Linked DNA regions of Pan troglodytes: region 2 is linked to region 1. Evidence: chromatin contacts called from public HiChIP or PLAC-seq data. All regions are on one chromosome and are shown on one strand. The core of a region is the stretch at or near the end of the contact, and the rest is flanking DNA. Distances in the headings are between cores, read along the strand shown. Region 1 holds the start of PRDM8 (PR/SET domain 8). Region 2 holds the start of ANTXR2 (ANTXR cell adhesion molecule 2).

Region 1 (7,264 bases), core at 2,674-5,173:
GGACAGTCCCAGCTGGGATGAGTAGGTCAAAAGTGACTAACCCACTCCATCATCCCAATCTCCCTAAGCCTTTGGATCCCTTCCTCTACATTAAACCGATGGAGATTAGGCATTTCCAGCTCACTGGCAGTGGGCCATATTTTAATCCATATTTCAGCTAACCAAGCATATAAACTATTGAAACTTTTTAACTCCCCAAGCTGCAATATTAAATGCAGAGTCCCAACTTAGTGGGCCCAAATCAATAAATTCAGCCTGATCCAACTCCATGTTTCTTCCACCATTATCCCATACCCTTAATATCCATGCCTGTTCTCCAGATTTCTGTTTATATAAATTAGAGAACTCAAACAGTTCTTTTTGAGTATAGTGTCCCTCCTCATGGGTCACACTCTCAACCTCACCTCTAGGGGCCCTCCAGGACTTCCATCTAGTTATAGGTCTAGAAGCAAACGAAAGAGCTGGGAGTGGCTGCTGAGGAGAATCAACATTATCTTGCCTGATAACTGCTGCAGGGGAGGCCATCACTGTTGCCTCAGGCAGTGCAGGATTTATCTCCTCAGACAAAGGTGGAAAGGCTGATAGCTGCATGGGTTGGGGAGGGGATGTTTTCACTACTGTGTATGGGGAAGCTGTTTCTTCTGTCAAAAAGGTTCATCAGAGTTTACAAACTCAGTGTCCCCAGCTTCATCTGGGTCCTCCCACACATCCCCATACCAAGTTGTGGGGTCCCATTCTTTTCCAATCAATGCCCTTACTTTAACAGTAGACACCTGGCAAAGCTGTACATGCATCTTTCATTACAGGAGAGCCACAGGCATGATAAGAGCTTGCGTCTGTTTTTCCACAATTTTAGCTCCTTCTCTACATGAGATAAGACTCTCGCTTAGTGCAATCTTAGCAGATTTGAGGCTCAGTATCTGCTTCTGAAGCCGGGAGACAGAATCCCTGAGTTCATCATTTTCTTTCCACATTTTGTCCACTGAACTTAGGAGCAAGCAACCAGCTTCGTTATGTTCCTTGGTTCTCCACATATGGTCAAAGGTATTATGTACAGAGTCAGTAAACTCCTTGCCTCATATATATATATATATAGGGGTTTATTAAGTATTGACTTACACAATCACATGTCCCACAATAGGCTGTCTGCAAGCTGAGGAGCAAGGAGAGCCCAATCCAAGTCCCAACACTGAAGAATTTGGAGTCTGATGTTCAAGGGCAGGAAGTATCCAGCACAGAAGAAAGATGTAGGCTTGGAGGCTCAGCTAGTCTCTCCTTTTCACATTTTTCTGCCTGCTTTATATTTGCTGGCAGCTGATTAGATCGCGCCCATCAGATTAAGGGTGGATCTGCCTTCCCCAGCCCACTGACTCAAATGTTAATTTCTTTTGGCAACACCCTCACAAACACACCCAGGATCAATACTTTTTATCCTTCAATCCAATCAAGTTGACACTCAGTATTAACCATCACATACTGTAATAAAATTTATGTAAATATGGTCTTCCTTTCTCCCTCTCTCAGAATATCTTATACCGTACTCACCTATTTTCCAACTGCAGAAAGCAGAACCACAGATACAGGGAGACTACTCATCTCTTAATATGATTCATTTGGGCTGAATTTCTGTTTCCTCTTGGGTCTCTGAGAATTGCCACATTTCAAAACCTTCTATGTGTATCATGATCTCTAAAGTTCATGATAACCCTCCAAGGCATCAACATTAACCCATTTTATAAATGGGGAAATATTACTTAGATAAATAAAATACCCAAAGTCACACACCCAATGAGTCTCAGAATGGGAATTCAAATCCCAGTCCTTGTAACATCATTTTCTTTGTTTCACTTAAATTTGTAAGTACATTCTAATTATACTACTAATGCAAATACTAATTTCATCTAAATGTAAGATAAATTTTACATTAGCTGTCTTCTGAACACATTAAGACCAAGCCCTTATTTTGAAATATTTGATAAAATTCACAAAGAAACTGCTAAACTCAAGAACAGTATCCCTTTAATCACAATAATGAAAACAGAAAACTTTTATTAAAACAATGAAAAAACTTGATAAGCTATACTCTTGTTTGATGTTAACATTAACTCTTCTTTGATCTTGGGTTTCTTTGTCAGACACCTTTGATTGCAACCCAACAACCATCCCCAGTCCCTTATCCCTATCTTTTTATACTTTAAAGGCTAATTTTCCCAAACTCTTTTGCATGTATATGTGGCCAGGAGATCCAGGTCTGCCTAATGAAAGTGAAAGTATTATTTTCATTGATTAAGCAAACAACCACAGCTTTTTGCCCCTGTTCCTTTCTTCATGTTTAAAACGATGGTTTGATGCTTGGAATTACAGCAGCTATATTGTGACCATGAGCCAACATACCCAAGGTTGCTAGATTTAGCAAATAAATATATGTAATGGCCAACTGAAGTTTCAGTTTTAGATAAAATATGAATAAATTTATAGTATATGTCCCAAATATTTTATAACATATACTAAAAAGAGTATAATTGTATAGATAATACACACAAATATATATTATATATATAAACTAAAGAGCTTAAGTTAGAGTCAACTTAAACACCAAGTTCCACAAACTTTCAAAGCCCTGAGTTTTGTTGTTGCTTTATTAAATTGTGAATGGATAAAAAGAATGTAAAATATGTATATGGCATAAAGAAAAACTACGCTGAACACTTTGTTAATTGCCACCCAGCCTAAGAAAAAGAACAACCTCAAAGGCAATCTCTATCCTGGATTTTGTGTTTAATCTTCCTTTGCCATTTTAATAATTTCCTTGCTTTCCTTTGTTCATCTTTATCCCCTCTGAAAAGCTAATAATGGAAATAAGACCTTTGCCTTTTACGATGCACTGAAGATAGCCTGACAGTCTTCCTCCCCTTAGCCCCCAAATTACTAGTCTATGAGAATTATGCAAAATTTAAAACAGGAAGGTGCTCTTCATCTCGGTCTTCAGAAAAAAACATGACAAAGGTTGACCTTTACAGAGGTAGTTAGGTTGCTAGATAAAAAGAGATACAAGTGACAAACCAAAGAGAGGGGGAAATCCTACACTTAGGGGGTTGAGGTTTTGGTCTTTGTGTGTTTTTAGAGAAGCAACCTCAACTTTCAGGTTTCTGAAAGGGCTCCCCTGCTTTTCCTTCAGCTCAGCCCTAGGCAAGCAGACCCCCTGCCCAAGCCTCCCTCCTGAGATCCTGCATATGCTTTCTTGCTAAATGACTTTTAGCTCCGTTATCTCCTCATGGGATACATCTGTTGGGTGCCTCGCATCCTCAGCTCCACTTTCATCTCTTCTATCTCAACACATTGTTTCCTCCACTCCTGATGCCAGGGTGGAAGGAAGCCATCCCGCCCGGCCGCGCTTGGGGATTGGCAGCCAATGAATGATTGGCAGCGGGCATCTCTGTCAGAGCTTTGGCATGCTGCAGAGTAGAAGCCCCGTGCTAATGAATGCCATCTACACCTACCAGATGTGCCACTGGGTGACATGCCAGATCTTTTACATAATGCCATTCTGCCGGACACAAGACAGCTGAGGGGTGGGGAGGTGTGTCTTTTAATGCTTTGGGATGGGAGTAGATCTGGCTTTCCCTCATTTTATTTCTTACTCAGACCACCCGCCACTGCCCATACACCCAATCAGCTCCCTTTACATTGGGCTAAGGCTCAGGGCATCTCTCTCGGAGACAGTGGCGAAGCAGCAGAGTTTGAGTTCCCAGGACATATCTCCTGTCCCCTGGCTCTCATCCATGCTCATCATTTCCTTGAGCTCGCTCCCTTCCCGCATCCAGATTCAGGAAAGGGAAATAGTTTTCAAAATCAAAGAAATAAAAGCACTAATGGGATCTGAAATGAAAGGAAGGAAGGGGAAAAACTACACTTCCCATCCTCCCCCCTCCCCCATCCCTAATATTCTCTTCTTCCCTAGTCTAAACGTGCAAGGATGAGCTTCCTACACCCCATCCCTTTGGCAGCTTCTCCTGTTCTTTCCTTTTCCACCGTCCACAGGAAACTGGAGCGTGTTTATCCCCAAGGGTGATATCCCGTTAGTGCCTGTCCCACGTTCTGGCTGAAGTAGCTGTCTTAAGGTGGAGGCGTCCAAAAATCCGTGCCGTTTGGGGAGCAATGTTTCCTGGAGTGGGATGGACAAGGTGGGAAGAGAGGAAAATGAGCAAACCACTTCTGACGGACAGCGGGTGTGTGAGCGTGTGGGAGTGCTTGGGTTGTCCTCGCCCAGCTCTCCTTCCCCGGAGGGAGAATGGCTGGAGGGGGGCTGGTGGTTGCCAGGAGGATCCCCTCTCTTTTGCTAAACCTGCGGGTACCGGGCTGCCCTGTAATCGGCGGGACTTGAGAACGGCAGGCCTCCGCTCCTCCTCCCCAGGGGCCATGACCCTCACACACCTCCCCACACCACCCCTCCCGCGACACACACGCAGTACTTGGGGCGACTGGGCGCCACTCCCACGCCAGAGCCCTGCCCCGCGCCCGCCTGGGGCCGAGCAGCCTGGCCCCTTGTCTTGCACCCCCACCCCCCGCCCGCTGCCGAGGCTCCAGATGGCTTCTCCTTGCGCTCGGCTCGCGGCCCCCAGACGCCGCCCGGCAGCAGCCGGCGGTCGCTCCCTCCCTCCCAGCTGCTGCAGCAGAGACCGGGGCCATTTCGCGAGGCGGACGGGCTCCTCGGCAGGCTCCGATTGGGGTGGGAGCGCGGCCGCCGAGGGGCCCGCAGTAGCTGCGCTCACGGGGAAGGAGCCCCACAGTCCCCAGGTAAGGAAGCCGCGGGGCAGGCGAAGGGCGGGGAAGGAGGAGCCTGAGCGTTCCGGTACCCAACCCTCTCTCTTTCTTGACCTTCCTCCCCTCTGCCCCTTCATCCTGGGCGCGGAGGGCGGAACAGTTTCTGGACCAGAGCACCCGCGAGAAGCAGGGAGCGGCCGCACAGCAGCCAGAAGAGGGCGCCAGCACCCCGGGGCCGGGGCTACAGGGCTGGCTCTGCCCCGGCGTCCCGCCCCCGCCCCGGGGAACGCTGCCTCTGCCGCAAAGATGCCCCCTTCCGCTGGAAAGCGGTAATGCCCACCGCCCACCGCGACCACCCCTTCCCCATTTTTCTCAGTTCTAACTGTACTCCTCTCTCGTTTCCTTTTTGCTTCTCTCTCTCTCTCCCCCCTCCTTCGTCCTCTCTTCCTCTTTCTCTCTGCGCTTGTTTTCTTACTTCCCCCTCCCTCCCCGCTTGCACCCCGGTACTTTTCCTTCTCTTTTCTGATCACTGGCGGGGGGAGGGTTTGTCGCCCGCCGGAAGGTAGTGTGGAGGGGATGGACGTGTTTCACGCTCAGGTTCTGGCTCTGGCTCCTCTCCATAGGTGCCTCCCTGGGTGCTCGCGAAAGCAGCCCTGAGAATGGCAGCTCTCAGAGGTTGAAGTCATTCTTTTCGGGGGACGGGGCACGGCGACTGTTTGATTAGGGGGTGAGTTATGCATTTGGGGCGGCGCTTCCCTGGAATGCAGAGCTGGGGATTTCCCTTGCTAGACGGATGCTTAAAGTTCAGTGGCTTTGTACTGAGCCCCTTTCTCACCCCGAAAAGTCATGACAGTCAAAAGTATCTCTCTTTCTCTCTCCCCCGCCCCCCCACTTCTCTCCAAAACCCTAAAGACTGCCTCCCCGGACAGTCTTCACCGTTTTTTTTCAGAAGCAGTTGCGCTGGGGGTGGGGAAAGGGAGGGAAGGGATATTGAAAGGCCGCAGTGGCTAGCAACTCCGCGCCCGTCCGATGTCCTCTCTAATCCCCCAGTGTTCTGGCGCGTGCCCACAGTGCCCCCAGACCCTCCGCTCGCCCGTGCGCCGAGGTCGTCGGGTTTTAGACCCAGAGAGCACGTTCCGTAAGCTCCCGGCCCAAATCCCCTCGGAAAAATTAATCACAACCACCAGCGATGCAAAATATGTGCCTGTGTTGAGTCTGTCTTTTAATCCCGAACGTAATTCTAAAAAGCAGCATCAGACAAGAGCTTTATTAATCCCTTACACGAGCAAATGCGATCTCTGACCTACTAGACTTGTTTTCCTACAATTTCACAAAAAGCCTCGCTAGAGGAATGTGCAAGGACAGAAGGGAAACTGAGGAGACCCGCAACTCATTAGCGAAATAATAGGGTGCACTTCAATAAAAATGCGGTCCTGAAGTGGAGCAGACTCACCGGCAAGGAGCCCGGAAAATCGACAGGGGCGGCGGCAAAGTGAGTGATGGGGATTGGAGGAAGGGGTAGGATTGGAGGAAGGGCCTCATGCACAGAGTGTGGTTGGGAGCTGGAGTGGGAACCCAGTTCTGTCTCTTCCGAAGGCTTAGGACCCATGTGACTGAATTTAGGGGCCGTCCCCTTGCGAGGGCACTAGGACAACAGGAGGGGCGCACCTGCAATACGGATGAGTTCAGAGTTTGATCCCTTGGGGCCTTTTTCTCGCACTTGAGATTTCACTATCAAGTCATTCAATTAATCATATTTCCCTTCTCCCATTTTATTCAAAACCGTCTTCCAGTTCCCTCATAATCGTAATTTGCGTCATTGCCTTTTATCGTTGATTAGTTAGGAAGCCGAAAATGGTAATGGAGGGTCGGGCCAATAAATTAGCTTTAGGAACAGACGGACGGACGTCCGAGGCTGCTGCATGGGTGGGCGCTGTCCACCGAAGCTGGCGGGGGCCACCGTCGCTGCAGCTGGCTTCTCAGGAAGGCGTTAAGGAAAAGGCGCGCGGTACTGGCTGAATGGAGAGATCCACTCTGAAATAAACCCGGTGGCCACAAGGGAAAACTTCTCACTGCACTAAGTGGAGAGGCTCCTGTGACGCTTAGCTTTTCCCGTTTGGTATAGAAAAGGAAGGACTGGGTTGTTATAGAAATGGAGAAGAGGAAGGATGGGGTTGGATAAGAGTCAGACTCCTGTTACTTTCAGAGGCCTCCCTACTAGCGGGTAAACAGGTTTAAAGTCTGGGCCTTATTAGGAGTCTTTTTTTTTTTTTTTCCAGAACTGGAATGTTAGATTTACTTTTGCATCCTTTCCTTCCTCTTTCCACTTACCTACTGGTCTGAAAGAGGGAAGAAAGAAGGGAGGAAATAAGGGAGGAAGGAAGAGAAGGGAGAGAGAGAAGGCAGGGTGGAGAGAGAGAGAGAGAGAGAGAGAGAGAGAGAGAGAGAGATTGATTGTCAAGATCAGATCAGTTAACTCCCTGGCCAAAGAGGAAAGTTG
Region 2 (7,264 bases), core at 2,845-5,344, 110 kb before region 1:
TATAAATGATATTGATTTTCAGATTAACTGCTCTTTTATATTACTCATACCTCCTTTCCCTTCTATTAGAGAACTGAATTGTCTGTGCATCTGCTTGATTCCACTGAGAGGCCTGAATCACCACTTGGAAATATCAATCATGCCTTTAAAATTCATCTCTACTAAAAGCCTGCAGTGAAATGATAATGCACTAACCTGTCTCCAGTTAATGGCAAAATAATACTTGCTTGAGAAGAAAACACAATGAAAGATAATCTCATTTCAGGGCTGCAAAATAAGAAAAGAGGCAGTTAAAACATTTTTAAAAAGAAATATTGATACGATACAGATGTATAGTTAGGGAGTTTCATTTAAAATTGGTCTCACTGAATGGTCCAGGCTTCTTTTAAATGACATTCCCTAAGTAAATAGACGAACTCTGCTTAACATTGTTGCATAAGTCATTTTGGATTTAGTCAATGCTTCCCAGCACTCACATACTCCTCCATGACCCATAAGGACTTGCATTTAGAAAGAGACTAACTGGAAAGATAAATTCTAAGCTGATGTAAAATTCTTTCGTAGAAAATTCCTCTTCCCTTGGTTTTCTACAACATTTCCTTTAAAGGTGGCCAGGCCCTTCAAAATGATTATGGTTATCAATACTTATGGGTGGAGAGTACCCAGTTTGACTTAATGACCATAACTATGATATGAGTCTATAAAAAAGTCATCCTGAAGTAAGACTACTTAAAGAGTCATGGAAAATGTGAAAGAAACAATAAATCACTTTCTGCTTAGGCATTTTTTATTTTCTAAGTCTCAAACATGCTATTTTCCATTGGCAACAAGTGCCCCAGTCAGCTATCTTTCAAGTTTTAGGCATGTCTCTCACAGAATGGTTCTTGCTTCTCGGACACTCTCTGCAACTACTACTAAGATTCAAAACTGAAGATATGAAACTAGAATCTATAAACTGAAAATCAGAATCCTCTCAAAGGCTTCTACATATTTTAAAAGTCAGTCTCTTCTTTAGTCACCCCTTATTCACTTCCTACAATGTATTATTAGTAATTGAGCAACTAGGCTTGAGCCAGACAACTGTGTATTATAGAATTCCAACTTAAAAACCAGATCAATGAGTTAAGATAAGAGCTTGCTTCTTTAAAATGTTGTAGTGATGTGATTCATTGCTTTTGATCAAAATCTACATGACACCCTTTTCACATTGAAGGATTAAATTAGAAAATTTATAAACAACTGTCTGTTCTGCCTTTGACATTTAGGGACATAGGATCTTGTTTGTTTTTCTTTCCTAGACAGTTTTACCTCAGACCCTGTCCAGAAATGAGTGTTAAACTTGGCTTCTTAAGCAAGGGACTGATGATTGAACATGGACAGGCATACATTTTTATAGGGATAACTTTACTGCTGCCAATAACTGAAAGCAAGGATTGCCTAGGCCTCTACAGATTGTTTGAAGTTACTTGCAACATGACTTTCAAAATGTTTTGATCATCCAAGCCTGTTTTACAGAAAACATTTGGGCTAACAAGACTGAAAGAAGCAATATTTAATGATACAGTTCCTATTCATGTCCTTTCCATTATCTTGATAAACTTGTGTTTGCTCATTGCATTTTTTCTTTAAAAAAAAAAGAAGGAAAAAAAAAAGCCTCAAAAGCCTAGTGTCCTGAGGTTATTTTTAAATAGGAGATGCCACTAATTCCTAGTTACCTCTAAATAAGAGAGTAAGCTGGATTTCATACCAGTAATGCTTTTTATAGGAGAGGAAACCAGTCTTTCCTGGTGATGCTTATTGCATATATAGAACAGTTAAATTTTAAACCAACCACACACCCACACATTGTGTAAACACAAGTCGTTGCTTTAAACACACACACAAGTGCCTTTTCTGGTAGCGGGTTATTAACACATGTTCATTTGAAGTTTTCCAACACTTTTTGTTTGTTTTAATGAAGGCCTCTATAATGCTAAGAAATGTGTGGAAAGAAAAATATATTATGGATACTATTCACATAAAATTTATTTTTTAATGTGATAAATTATGAGAAAGCATAACTGAAATTCAAAACAGATGAAAATTCGGAAAGAAAAAGACATTTGGAATAGTATTTGAAGATGCTTCCCCAGAGTCTGAGCCAAGTTTCTGGGATCCAGATGAAATAAGCCCTCAAGGACTGAAGGGCTGTCCTAATAACAGCATGTGTGCAATACGACCTTGAGGCACTTAAAAGTAACATTTCAGGAAAAGATTTTCCTACAAAAGGTTTCAGAAAAGGGAAATTCTACACTTTGCTCTACTTCTCCACTGCCTAGAAAAGTAAAGTAAGAAAGATACCTCACAAATCTCTCCGCAAGTTGCTGTACGAAATTATAAATTTCAATCCAGTTATTTGCCACACTCCCAGACCTGAAAGATGAAATTGAACTGATCAGAGAAACAAAACACGGAACTGAAAAGTAAACATTTTGAAATGGTTCCTTCTTCAATGCCACGAACATGGGGGCACCTGGCCTCTTCTTCAAGCTAAGTAAGGGTATCTGTAGCTGAAACTTTGGTGGTACCCAGAGTTAAAGAAGTCAGCCCCAGAGCAAGACTCCGTCAAAAAAAAAAGAAGAAGAAGTCAGCCCGTTTTCTGGGGTGGGTAAATACCTGCCTAATTGTTTAGAGTGGAACCCAGCTCTTCAGAGTAAACACAAAAGCCTTTCTTCGCAGGAAATGCAAACCACATTAGGCATGTTAACCCTAGGCTTTTCCTGCCTCCAATGAAAGCGCTATGATTAGGATAACACCAGGCAAACTTTAGCCTGCGTACGAGCAGGGTCGAGGAGGTGGGTAAGGACTCTGTGGCCGATGGAGCGTGGCCCGCAAGAGGCCACACTCCCATTTCCCAAGAGGCCCAAAGACTGGCAAACAGTGAATACCCCAACTCCCCAAAGAGCCAAGTAGCCCGGGGCTCCAATCACTACCGCCCACCCCGCTGATCTCCGCCCACACAGATCCGAACGCGCTTGCCCTTTGAAAGAAGACAGCAACAGGGCACCCCTCCGCGGGTTTCCAACACCACTCCCCGGGGTGCGCACACGCATCTCAGCCTCAGCCCCAGCTGATCCAGTGCGGCCCTCACCAGAAGACCCTGGACCTCCCTCGCACACTCACTTGTCCAGGACGAAGTAGAGATCAAAGGCTCTTCTGCAGGAGGGCTGCTCCTGGGCGCGCAGCAGCCCCCCGGGACCGCTGAGCACCAACAGCCACAGCCCCGGGAACAGCCAGCTCCCGGGGCTGCGGGCCGGGGACCGCTCCGCCACCATCCTGCGGCCGGGGGCCTGCGACTCCCTCCCGCTCGCAGTCCCCTAAGCTCAGGAGGGTCGCAAAGGTGGCGGGAGTCACCCGGCACGCACTCTGGGGTGGGGGGCGGCGAGCAGCTGAGGCGCCGGCGCCTGCGGCAGCGGGACCCACCAGCTGACAGAGGGAGGGAGAGAGGGAGGTCCTGAGAGGACAAAGGGAGTCTCCGCCACCGCCGCAGCTGCCGCCGGAACTCTTGACGAATCCCAGTGGAAGCGCGATCCAGTCCTCCCCCTCCCGATTCCGGAGAGTTCCTGCAGACAATGCGGGCCCACGGCGACAGCTCGCGAAAGGAGTTCCTCTCCGGCCTGGGGCCGAGCCTCCAGCGCCCGCCTGGGACCCGGACCTGGAACCCACCCCGCCTGGAGGGCTGAAGTTCCCCCCGCTGCCGTGCGCTTCGGGACAAGGGGTCCCTGGGACGCGGCGACGGCAGAACAAACTAGGAGTGGAGACCCTTCTCCTCCGGCCGCCCCAACTCCCTCCGCACTCCGAAACTTTCCTCCCGGTGCTGGACTCTGGCACTGCGCTGACAGGCCGTCCCCTTTAGGGGAGGAGGCTAGCTGGCCCTGGGACTCCCGGCTGGAGAGAAGCCACGCCGAGGCCAGGAGCGCGCTCGGGCCGGGTCTGGGCTGCGTGTGTCAGTGTGCGCCTGGGGACGAGGGCGGGGCCCCAGCTGAAGCCTCCGAGCCACACACGCACACTTGTGGGTTCCTGCCGAGTTGAAGATGACTAACGCTTGCCAGATTTGGGAAAGGGAAGAAGGAGTTTAGAAAAACAAAAGTTATCTAGAAACTAAACATACCCGTATATCCTGCAGGCCTGGCCTATTTTAGCAGCTGTGCTAAAACAGCCCCTATGCGTGGTTTACAAACCCAAGACTAAGGATTCCATGGGAGGTGACGGCCTCCTCACTCCTCACTCCACCCCACCCCCTACTACCACAAACACTCTTTATGAACTTCCTCTTTTTTTTCTAAAGAAACCTGCTTAGCTTTTTTGTTTTTGTTTTTTCTTTAAAAAAAGCCAAGCCAAGGAAAGGCCGGAGTGGGGAGTGGGAGGGGATAGCAGGCCTCTTTGGGAGTGGAAAGTTGTACCTCAAAATATTTCAGCCCACTGTCATTTCCCTGCAAGCTCCAGTTTTGGAGAATTTCAGCTTTGGGCAAGCTAGGTCTCCTTTGCAAAACTTGTGCAAGCACTCAAGTTTGTGCACAAATCCTCTGTCTACTAGTTCTGCTCTCCCTCCTCTCTCTTCCCCCCACCTCTGTGACTTCCGCCCTCCCTTAGTCAAAACTGGCTTTTAGAACCTAACTACCTTTTCATTTTTAACAAAATCAATACTTTATGTAGTACTTACATATACATCTCTTCTGTTTGTTGCCATATGTATTTAACTTTTCATTTATTATATTTGATATACAACCAGATATGTCAGCTCTTTGAAGATAAAAATTAGTTACTTTAACAAAGATTCATTGAGTGCCTATTATTTGCTAGGCACTGTTCCAGAAGTGGAGGTTAGTGCACAGAACAAGATAACAAGCCCTTGCTTTCATGAAGCTGACAGTCTGGCTGAAGAGTGAAAACAGACAATAAGAAATAAATACATAGCAAGGAAAAAAATGTCCATATTGGAAAGGTGGCTTGTAGAAATTTAAAATATTGTGATGATAAAGAATGACAGACTCGGTGACTAACAAAAAAGACCCAGTCATTCCAAGAGCTCTAAGGGGAAACATTTGGAGTTACTGCAAAGGTCCATAGACATTAGCTTAGCATATTCAAAAAAGAAATAAAAAACTGTGTAGCTGGAGCTTTGCAGGTAAGACGATGTAAGAGAAATAGGCAAGGGCCAGATTATGTGAGGCTTTGTTTACTGAGATAAGGAATTCAGATATTTAATATTGAGTGTGACAGGAGGTTATTAGAGGGGTTTAAGCCCAGGAGTGGAGTGGCAGATGAATTGATATGATCTGTGTTTTTCAAAGATCATTCTGGCTGCAATGAGACAATGAATTTGGAGTTAGCAACAGTGACAACAGGGAGAGCAGTTAGGAGACTATTGCAGTAGCAACATGTTGACAAACAATCCTGAGGTTCATAAATTTGGAAAGGAGAACTTCATTTCTTATAAAGGGTTACAGCTGCAGGCTGGACATCTTGACAGGCTGGGAAGTGTAGCCTCTGGCAGAGACAAAAAGCAGGCACTTTGAGGGAGGAAAGGGTGGAACAGGAATTTATGCTAAATGAGTTGGCCAAGTATACATATTCAACAGGTTATAGGAGGAACTATGAATATTTCTGAAGCAAGGGGTACATGAACTATGCATATTTCTGAAGCAGGTGGGTTAAGTTTCCACATCAAAGTGAACATGGGACCTATGCAACATGCATGCTTAGTAAGCAAACATGAATAGTAAGCAAACATGCAAGTTGCATATGTCTCATGTTCACTTTGAGGTGGAGACTTAACAATTAAATGTATTATAATTAGGCCCTATTTGTCAAAAGGTGAAACAGAAGACATGAAGGCACTCAGTGCCACAGCCTCTGTAAACCAACCAGAACCAGTCTACGGTCAGTGGTCTCTTATCAGGAGAGTTATTAAAATCAGTCTCTTGTCCAGTCAAAGCTGTAGTTATGGCTTGTGGAACAGGAGTAGGGGTGGAGGATTAATTAATTAGTGTCTTGCAGTCAGTAAGATGCAATTGTTTCAATATTGCTTATCTGGAGGCCAGTGTTTGTTTAGATGCTAGAGAAAAAGAAAACCCTTTTGGCAGTTAGAATATAGTTTATTTTTTAAGTGTAGGAATGTGTTACTTGACCTTTGCCTGGCATGGTCTTAGGTCTTGTTTATAATTTGGTGTCTTATGAACACAGAGTACATTCTGTCAGTCTTATCATCTCTATTTTAACAAAGGCAAAATAAAATGGTACCTTGGACCATCATCACTATAGCAACTAACCTGAGAGTTATGAATGGATGAAAACTTTAATATATACTGGCAGACCTCCATTTTGAAAATATGCTCATTACAAATGTCAAAGATTGAATGGAGGGTGGCTAACATCCCTTCTCACTCTTTGCCAACTGGTCACTTGGGGATGGAAATTCCACCACTATCAACTGCATCAATCTGCCACTTTTTACCTGATGGAGTGAGGAAGATACTGAGGGGCAAGGGGCTAGCTAGATGGAAGATAACTTTTACTTTTGTAAGAAGGAAACATACAGCCTTCATAATTTTCAAATAATTAAGCACTAGAAGCAAGTCCTTAATTAGTCCTGAGACTAATTAAGAAAGTCCTTAAAGCACCTTAATTCTGTCCTCCTTGGCTTCATCTTTTCTTGAGGTTCTAAAATTCTGATTACTTCTGCAGCCCTCCAGTCTCCAGGTATGTGTTGCCACTTCTCATTTCACATTTCGGTCCAACCTGAATACATAAATCTCCCTGTCTTCCCATAAGAGAACTGAAACAGGCTGACATTTTCAGGAAATTTGTATCAACAGCTTGTTCAAGTTTCAAGGTTTTGTATTCATTGCTGGTTGAAACTGGTTTCCATTTTCAACTTTAATCTTAAGACAGAATCAAAGATATTATATGCCACATCGGCATGTTATTGAATAAAATCTGGGGAAAAAATGTATCCCCCCAAAAAAGTGACAATTGGTTTCATGTTAGAAGGAGACAGAAGGCAAAGAAATATGAGACATGATACTAACCATGTACTCTATCCTCCTAAGGAAGTATTTTAAACTCAAATTTGTTGGTTTCCTTTATCCCTAGTCTTGACTAATTACCTGCTCATCTTCTGGGACTTCCCAAACTGGTCTAAGAATCCATCTTGTCCTAGGTTCAAACTAAAGCAAAATACCTCAATTTAAAACTCATTCTTCCTCAAAATTTCCAGGCCTTC

The links. HiChIP or PLAC-seq counts read pairs in DNA pulled down with a chosen protein or histone mark.
Region 2: an H3K4me3 HiChIP or PLAC-seq map of stem cell-derived excitatory neurons shows a contact between it and region 1, with 4 times the contacts expected there. The contact joins the promoter of ANTXR2 here to the promoter of PRDM8 in region 1. A contact is called at or near these places in 1 of 7 Hi-C or Micro-C datasets (blood) and 1 of 1 datasets of contacts at active chromatin or transcription factors (stem cell-derived excitatory neurons).

Annotation. Positions count from the first base shown.
Region 1 is chr3:49,955,542-49,962,805 of NHGRI_mPanTro3-v2.0_pri, reverse strand. It overlaps PRDM8 (PR/SET domain 8), which reads left to right and starts at 3,923. Exons shown (of 7, transcript XM_016951536.4): 1 at 3,923-4,797. The coding sequence starts at 4,159. LOC129143721 (a long non-coding RNA gene) reads right to left here. Exons shown (of 2, transcript XR_008547504.1): 2 at 2,003-4,165.
Region 2 is chr3:50,065,722-50,072,985 of NHGRI_mPanTro3-v2.0_pri, reverse strand. ANTXR2 (ANTXR cell adhesion molecule 2) reads right to left here and starts at 4,094. Exons shown (of 17, transcript XM_001145172.6): 1 at 3,163-4,094; 2 at 2,341-2,412; 3 at 196-267. The coding sequence starts at 3,314.